Linked DNA regions of Ovis aries: region 2 is linked to region 1. The links are chromatin contacts, called in public Hi-C maps. All regions are on one chromosome and are shown on one strand. The core of a region is the stretch at or near the end of the contact, and the rest is flanking DNA. Distances in the headings are between cores, read along the strand shown. Region 1 overlaps ERC2 (ELKS/RAB6-interacting/CAST family member 2). Region 2 holds the start of WNT5A (Wnt family member 5A).

Region 1 (3,802 bases), core at 636-3,135:
GTATTTATGAAATTATAACATTTCATATATAACTTTGTGAAATTTCCTTCATTTTCTTTTTAATGGTGGATAAGGAAATTTTAAAAATCGTTAGTAATTTAACCTCCTGTTTATTAATATATGTTTATCCTCAACCAAGCTGGGTGTAACTAGAAAATAGGAGTGATATCTCATTAAATAACCAAATTTGGAGAACCCCCAAAGCAGGTTAGAATTCATATCCCTTAATACCTTGTGGAAGTCAGCTGAGTATAGTGTTGAAAGGTCTGGGAGAAGACAGGTGAAAACTGTATTTTTAAAGCAACATTTTTCCCTCGGCCTGTTTTGTTAGACTGTGAGAATAAATTTTATCAAACTTCCAGCCTGTCTGTTTTGATCTTTTAATATTTGTTTAAAATTTAAAAGTAATGAAACTTTCTTGTAATAAGACCCTGATGCTGGGAAGGATTGAGGACAGGAGAAAAGCGGGTGACAGAGGCTGAGATGGTCGGATTGCATCACCGACTCAGTGGACATGAGTTTGAGCAAACTCTGGGAGACAGTGAAGGAGAGGGAAGCCTGAAAGTCCATGGGGTTGCAAAGAGTTGTACACGATTTAGTGACTGAACAGTAAGAGTTGCTTTGCATTAAATGGGAAAGTTAGCCACTTATACCAGTTAGGCTTAATAAAGCAATTTAGAAGCTGTTCTAGTTGGTGCATTACAAATGAAAGCCTCTGATTTTTCTGGCCTTGCAAAATTTTTCATGTTTTTACTTTCTAGGAGTGTATAGCAGGCTAGCACAGATAGGTGTATTAGAAACCTCTTGTATTTATAAATCAACTAGAAAATAAAAAGCTGACTGAAAGACTAAAAACAAAAATCACTTTGTACTTGTCACCGCCTTATAAATAACATAGACCTGAGAAAGGAAAGTTGAAGACACTTTTACCTGAAAGATAATAAAGTGAATGGGAATGGGCTTGTATCATCCACTGTATTTCTGATTCGGAAAATGTCTCCTCTAGTCAGTTTCCATGTAGGTAGTAAGAAGATAATGCTGTTTTAGGGGATTAGTTTGTGGTTGTGAAGACATCTAAGGTTACAACTTCACAGCACAAATGTGAGACAAAAAAGAAGTGGCAATCTTTGGAATGTTAACTTGTTATAGAGAGTTAAGATTGTACTCTCTTGAAGGAGGTCCTACTTACATGAAGATATTCATATTGGGGCCAAAATTTGTATAAATGAGAATAAAGTTAGTAAATTTAGATTGGACCTTCATCTGGCAAATGGAATTAATAGTATAGAATGAGTTTTCAAATCCTATATTTAACAAAATGTAGGCGACAGGTATAACTATGTGTTAATTTTAGTTTTTTAAAATAACCCCTTAGCATTTTTTCAGTCTTTGTTGAATCTGTTGCAATATTGCTTCTGTTTTCTGTTTTAGTTTTTTAACCGTGAGGGATATGGGATCTTAGCTGTCCAGCCAGGGATTGAACCTGCACCCTCTGCATTGGAAGGCAAAGACTTAATCACTGGACCTCCAGGGAAGTCCTCTGTGCTAATTTTTAGACAGAACAAAAGAATGAAACATAAATATCAATTTTCACTTAGGCAAAATGTTTCTGAAAAAATTGACAGCTACCGTGATGCAATATGTAACTCAGTGTTTGACCTTCACACTACCATTTTTTTAAAAAGGTCATTTTGCCAAAAAATATGTTGAACTTCCTCACATTTCCCAGAAGCTTCTTTAGTTTGCTGTTATTAAGATAACGCTCTTTTGGCATTTCTATCCTGGTAGTCATCCAAGCTCCACAGATCATCTCTAGTTGTTGGCTCCGTCTGAGATCCAGTGGTTCTCTGCCACCTCATGTTTGCTGAGTGCAAAATGTGTGCCAGACATGATGCAAGACAGGGAACAGTCAAGCAAAATCTCAAGGGTAGGAACACAAAGGTCTGATCCAGAAGACAGTGGGGTGTGCAGTTTGGCTAGAGAATAGGAGAGGCAGGGAGGATCAGAGGAAGTCCACAATGAAAGATGGTTAAGGTTTACCCTTCTTGCAAAGTATTGTACCTGTGAATGAAGTTATTAGGTGGAAGTCTGCATTGACTGCCCACCAGGCACTGTAGATAAAAATGTTCATAGGACAGACAGTGCCAATCTTTAGGGGAAAAAGACGCATTGCATGTAGTTAAATCATTTCAGTTATCAGATATGGTTGGAAATGTTTAACAGGGTTACTTAACCTAGTCATGGGGAAAAAGAAGGCTTCTCGTGGATCAGTGGTGTGTAAGCTGAGGCTTGAAGAGTTAAAAAGAATTCAAGGAGAACATTGCGAAGAAAAGTACAAGATGTATTGGAGGCAAAAGGATTGGCTTTATAATGGCTGGAGGCAGCAGACAGCTGGGTCCATAGTCAGAATCAAAGTCTAGAGCTGTGCTGTGCCATACGGCAGCCATAGTCTCATGTGACCTTAAGGACTTGAAATGTAACTAGTGCAACCAAGGCACTGAATTAATTGGCCGCTCCTGGCTGGTGGCTACCATACTGGACAACACAGGCTTAGAATACCTGTAACAGAGTGAGTAAGAAGGAGAGAGACTTTCATCAGGCTGAATAGGCCTGAAGAGAGATTTTGTGAGATATGGTAGACAATGGTGAGCAGTTAAGAGCTTTAGGAAACCACTATAGGGTTTTATGAAAGAGTAGGACATAATAAAACTGGCATTCTGCAACTGGCCTGGGAAAGGATGCCGCTGCTGGATTTGAACATGAAGTTGATAGTAGGAAAGCTGTCCCTATGAAGGATTGATCTGGAATGGGGTATGGGATGGACTGGACAGGAAATGGGGGGATGTGACAAGATCAGAGGGAGAAGAGGTAGAGCGTAGTACACAGGCTCTGGAGTCTGACTGCCAGAGCCAGATTATGGGCCTGCTAGTTTCAATTTGCCTGGAAGAAGGATGCCTCAACTGTGTGAGCAGTGCTTGGCCCTAGAGCTGGCCTGGCTCACAGAACTACAGGGCGCATGACAGAGGGGCTGTCTAAGCTTGCAGTCAAGTCTCTGGGAGTCACTGTGGGTTGCCATTCTGGGGATCTGGCATGGGGGCGATGTTCTCCCATTTTTTAAATTGGTGCTGAAATTAAGGGCCCTTTGTGACATCTCATTCAATCTTTTTTTGCCTTATTTGGTTAGCTTTTCACTAAACTTTTATGGAAAGTCTGTTATTCTCATCTGTTTCCCATAAGAAAGTGTTTGGCAGTGGCAGAGAGTCCCAGGACTTACGGGAGAGGAGTGGTTTCCTGAGGGTCTCCCGTAACTTTCTCATAGAGCTTACTTTCCCTGGTTGCAGACCAAAGGGACTGGTGGAACAAATTTGCTTTCTCTCTGGAGAAGACAGAGAGGGGTGCCTAAAAAGGTGCAAAGAGAATCTGAGCAGGCAGTGTATGTGGAAGTTAAGACTCTGGTTGCAAGAAATCATAGCTAGCACAATTAGAAAAGGAGTCTGTACTGAAAGGGCAGCATGTGGAATTCAAGCGCTGGATGCCGTTGGCCCTGAGGAAGGGCTGGCAATAGGAGCCCGAGGACTGCCAGGATGTTCCAGCTTGTTTGAGCACAAGCCTCACTTGTGCTGTCTTGGTCCGTATGATCAAATCAGCAAACCCAGAGCTCTCAAATTTACCTTTTATAGATCCAGTTGGAACCTGGGAGAGAGCCCAATTTGGGTCAGTTTTCATGTTTCGCCCAGTCAGGTCTCACTTGCTGGGAATGACCATATGGACCAAATAAAGGTTTGGGGCCCCCCTTTTTGGT
Region 2 (3,802 bases), core at 702-3,201, 810 kb after region 1:
TTCTCCAGGAGAGAAAAGACAGCAGAGCAGGAAATAAAAGTGCTGGGGCTGTGTCTACACACACTAACAAAGGCAGTGGGAGAGAAGCAGGCAATTGTTCAGATAATTCAGAATATAACAAGTTAATACAACATGTTAAAAAAAAAAAAGATTTGTGGTGAGGAAGCTGGTGTTTCTGGACTGATGGTATGTGGGGGGGGGGGGCAAATTCTGCCAGTAGGATCTTGTAAACATTGGCCTCCAGCACTTGGGTGACAAGCCCCACCAGGGGAACTGTGTTCTTAGTCAGCTTACTTCTGGCCACTTGTCAGAGCCTCCGTGAGTGAACTGGGTCTGTGGGGCATCGCTGGGGCACCTGCTTGGGATGAGAGTGTGCTCCCCACGGCCCGGATAAGCCAGGTTGCAACCTGGGCCAAGGAACTGGAGAGGGAACTGCGGGGGCGGAGGAGGGGGCGGGGAAGGGGGGCGGCCTGTCGAGCGGAGACCCCTCTTTGTTTAGACCCTCTCTCCCATAGGCAGATCTAAGGCTAGATTATAAATTGGAAAATAGCCCCCCAAGTGGTCAAGGCCTAGAGAAGGTCTAGCGGAAAGGGGATTCAGGTGAATGGGCTGCGTCCCAAGGGGATCGAAGGTAAACATGTATTGGCCCTTAGGTCTGCGCGCACCCCTGATGAAACGAAGCGAGCTTCACACTGCCCTTTTGATGCGCCCAGCAGGTCAGGGCCTTGGAGGGGTGCAGTCAGGTAGGACAAGTCAGGGTCAGGAAGGGACTTGGGAGGCACCTGCGGCGATGCCCTGGGGTAGTCCGCCAGAGATGGGAGTGGGGAATGGAAAGAACAAACAGCTACCATCCCAAGTACCCGCCTTAAGGTCAAGTACATGCTGGAGTTACTGCGGAAATGGGGTGTGTGTGTGTGTGTGTGTGTGTGTGTGTGTGTGTGTGTGTGTGTGTGTGTGATGTGTATATGTGGGGTGTGTGTGTGGGTGGTTGGGTGGGTGTGTGTGATGTGTATATGTAGGGTGTGGGTTGGGGATGGCGAGAGCTGAGAAGAGTAACTGTGTTCCAGTGTGAGGCATGGTTTAACCTGGGTGGCGCCCTTGGCATACTGGGTGTAGGCAACAATCTGGCAACCCCGCCCAAGCAGGACCCCCAAACCACAGGTGTCTGGAAGTGCCTGGAAGTTGCAGCAGAACCTGATTTTGCCGAACTTTGCAGGCTTCTCACCTGAGATTGGGAACCAGTCAAGATCCAACCGGCAGGACCGCGGGTCGCTTCTAGATGCACTGGGTCACAGCCAGATGCTCAAATCTGCTACACTGGGGGCAGGACTCGCGCACTTACCCTCTTTTCCAGCCCGGGGGCTTGGGGACCCTCCCCCAGGGATAAGAATGGGGAGGTGGTCCTCCTAGAGGTTCCGTGGCATGGCGGCAGCCTGGGTGCAGCCCCGTGCAAGCAGCCTTGGACAGGCGAGCCAAGGGGTCCAAGCTGAAGTTGGGGTTCACCTTCCAGTGGGTAGGCGGCTTTGGAAGGAGAGCAGAGCACCAGGCGGCTGTCAGGCTGCGGCTAAGGAATGGACCTCTCTCTTTCATCAGATGCCTGGGGGATGGGAAGCCAAGAGAAGGGGGCTCCTGCTGGGAGTGTATCCCGACGCCCCCCTGCACCCCAGCTTGTGGTACGGCTTTAAAATCCTGCGGAGTTTGTCATAGGTCGGCCTCACCACGCATGCGCAAAGGCAAAGTTAGTTTTTTTTTCCTCCCATCCACCGCCCCCCCCCGCCCCCCGCCCACCCTCCCCTTCTTTCCAGCCGCCTTTGGTTCTCCAACTTAATTTTTTTTTTCTCTGAGAACACCAGGGGAAAGAGGAGTCCGGAGAGAGGGAGGGAGAGGAGGAGGCAGTTGGCCAGGAGGGCCGGGGGGTGGGGGGGGGGGGACGTGGTCCCTGCGGTCGGTCAGTCTGTCTGCGGGGCGCAGGATCGCGTGGAAGTTTGCTGCAAGCTCCCAGGCGCCGCCTCCGCCACCCGGAGTCCGGTTCCGTGCAGCCTCTGCCGAGTGAGCTCCTTCGCCGCTGCCGGAACCCGACCGCCCGCCGCCCGCCGCCCGCCGCCTGCTCTCCCGCCCCTCCGGCCCCGGCGCCAAACGAGGAGGTGGGCAGCCACGCCGGCCATGGACCGCCGGAGCTGAAGAGCCTCTGCGAAGCCCCTGGCCCTCGCGCCTCTTCGCCCTTTTCCCTGGAAAGGCGGGGGAAGAGAGGGGGACTAACCAGAAGAGAGAAAGAAGAGGGTAGGGAGGGGGAACCGGTGTCTCCCCCGGGGGCAGTCGCGCATCGACCCCGAACCCACCAGAGGCAGAACTTTCAGGGACGACTTTTACCAGTTTGCTCCCACCTTTTTGCCAAACCCTAAAAATGAAAGGACAAAAGTTGGCGCTGACTCTGGCAGCTCGGATGACGACTGGAGCGTTTTCAGCGGCATCTCCAGGAGAAAAAACCGTGCGCGTCTGATTGTTCTGTGGCCCCCAAGCTGCAGTGCGCGTGTGTGTCGGGGGTGTGTTTGGGTGTGTGTCTGTGTGTGTACACAGACGTCCACACACTCACTCGCAGCCGCGGGATCAGCGCCTGGAAGCAGACGTTTCGGCCACAGACTCAGACTCGTAGAGGAGGAGCTGGCGATCGGGAGGCGTGAGCCACCAAAAGTGCAGGATCCTGGTGTGAATGAACCGGAGGCACCTGGGCGCAGGGATCACCTCCCCCACACCCCGCCCCGGGCCAGAGTTGAGTTGTGGGGCATTTTTTTTCACCCTCTTGTGAAGAATTTTTTTTTTATTATTTGTTGTAAAGTCTTTTGCACAATCACGCCCACATTTGGGGTTGGAAAGCCCTAATTACCGCCGTCGCTGATGGACGTTGGAGAGGGAGCGCCTCGCCGAGGAACAGTCGCCTGCGCGCCCTCGCCGGACCCGCGGCTCCCTTGTTGCGCGCCGGCCGGGCCCTGCTCCTGCTGCTGGCAGGCGGACTTCGGCGCCCCCTCGGTTCCCGCGCGCATCCCAGCGCTACTCTGGCTCGGGCACCCAGACTCGAACGCTAGTGACGGCTTAGGCTCCAGTCCCCAGAGCCTGCCGGACGAGCCCTGGAGGAAGCCGCAGCTCTGCGCAGGATCGTCTCCTCAGGCTTAACGAGGACGCGCCGCTCCGGTTCTTCGGCTCCGGTGGCGACTTCCTCTCCGCGCCCCCCTCCCCCTCGCAATGAAGGTAGGTGTTCTCTGTGCCGCCGAGGCTCCTCACTTCTTTTTTTCTTTACATTGTTTTCTTTTGGAAGTTAACTGACCCCCCCCCCCACCTCTCCCTAACCCCCCTCCATTTCTCCTACCTCTGGAGACGCTAGAACCCCCCGCGTAGCTGGCAGAGACCCCTACCCTTTCGCCCTCCCCCCATCCCCGTGCACTACCTCGGTCTCCCAGGAGACAGACCTCTTCTTGTCCCACCAAAAGTTCTGCAAACTTTTTTAGACTTTGGAGAAAAAGTGGGGTAGAGACAGCGCAGAAAAACTGAGAGGTCCGCAGACGACTTTCCTTTTGCCCTGAGAAACTCAAGGGTAGCTTACTATGTATATTTCAGTAACAGGATAATGATTCAATTCAACAAATATTTACCAAGCGCCCACTGGCGCGGACCCCGAGAGGGTGGGTGGCCGGGGCTCAGAAAGGGGAAGGGGACTCCTTGGTTGAGAGACCGTGAAGCCCGACCAGGAGCCGACTATTCCTGAGCCTCGTACCCCCGCCCTCTGCTGCCAGAGGCCAGGTTGCCG

What was found. A called contact is a pair of places that touch in the nucleus more often than the background predicts.
Region 2: a Hi-C map of tail adipose tissue shows a contact between it and region 1, with 3 times the contacts expected there. The contact joins the promoter of WNT5A here to the enhancer-like site in region 1. A contact is called at or near these places in 2 of 16 Hi-C or Micro-C datasets (liver and tail adipose tissue).

What each region holds. Positions count from the first base shown.
Region 1 is chr19:44,851,351-44,855,152 of ARS-UI_Ramb_v3.0, forward strand. The region is part of intron 3 of ERC2 (ELKS/RAB6-interacting/CAST family member 2); the gene reads left to right. Among named protein-coding and RNA genes, the nearest start is that of ERC2, 210 kb to the left of the region's middle. Within about 2 kb of position 1,886, at least 2 of the 54 cell types and tissues checked have an H3K27ac peak or open chromatin away from gene starts, as enhancers often do. A contact at or near this core is called in liver and tail adipose tissue, where this site is marked.
Region 2 is chr19:45,664,230-45,668,031 of ARS-UI_Ramb_v3.0, forward strand. WNT5A (Wnt family member 5A) reads left to right here and starts at 1,952. Exons shown (of 5, transcript XM_004018630.5): 1 at 1,952-3,246. The coding sequence starts at 3,241. LOC132658184 (a long non-coding RNA gene) reads left to right here. Exons shown (of 4, transcript XR_009597432.1): 4 at 1-457.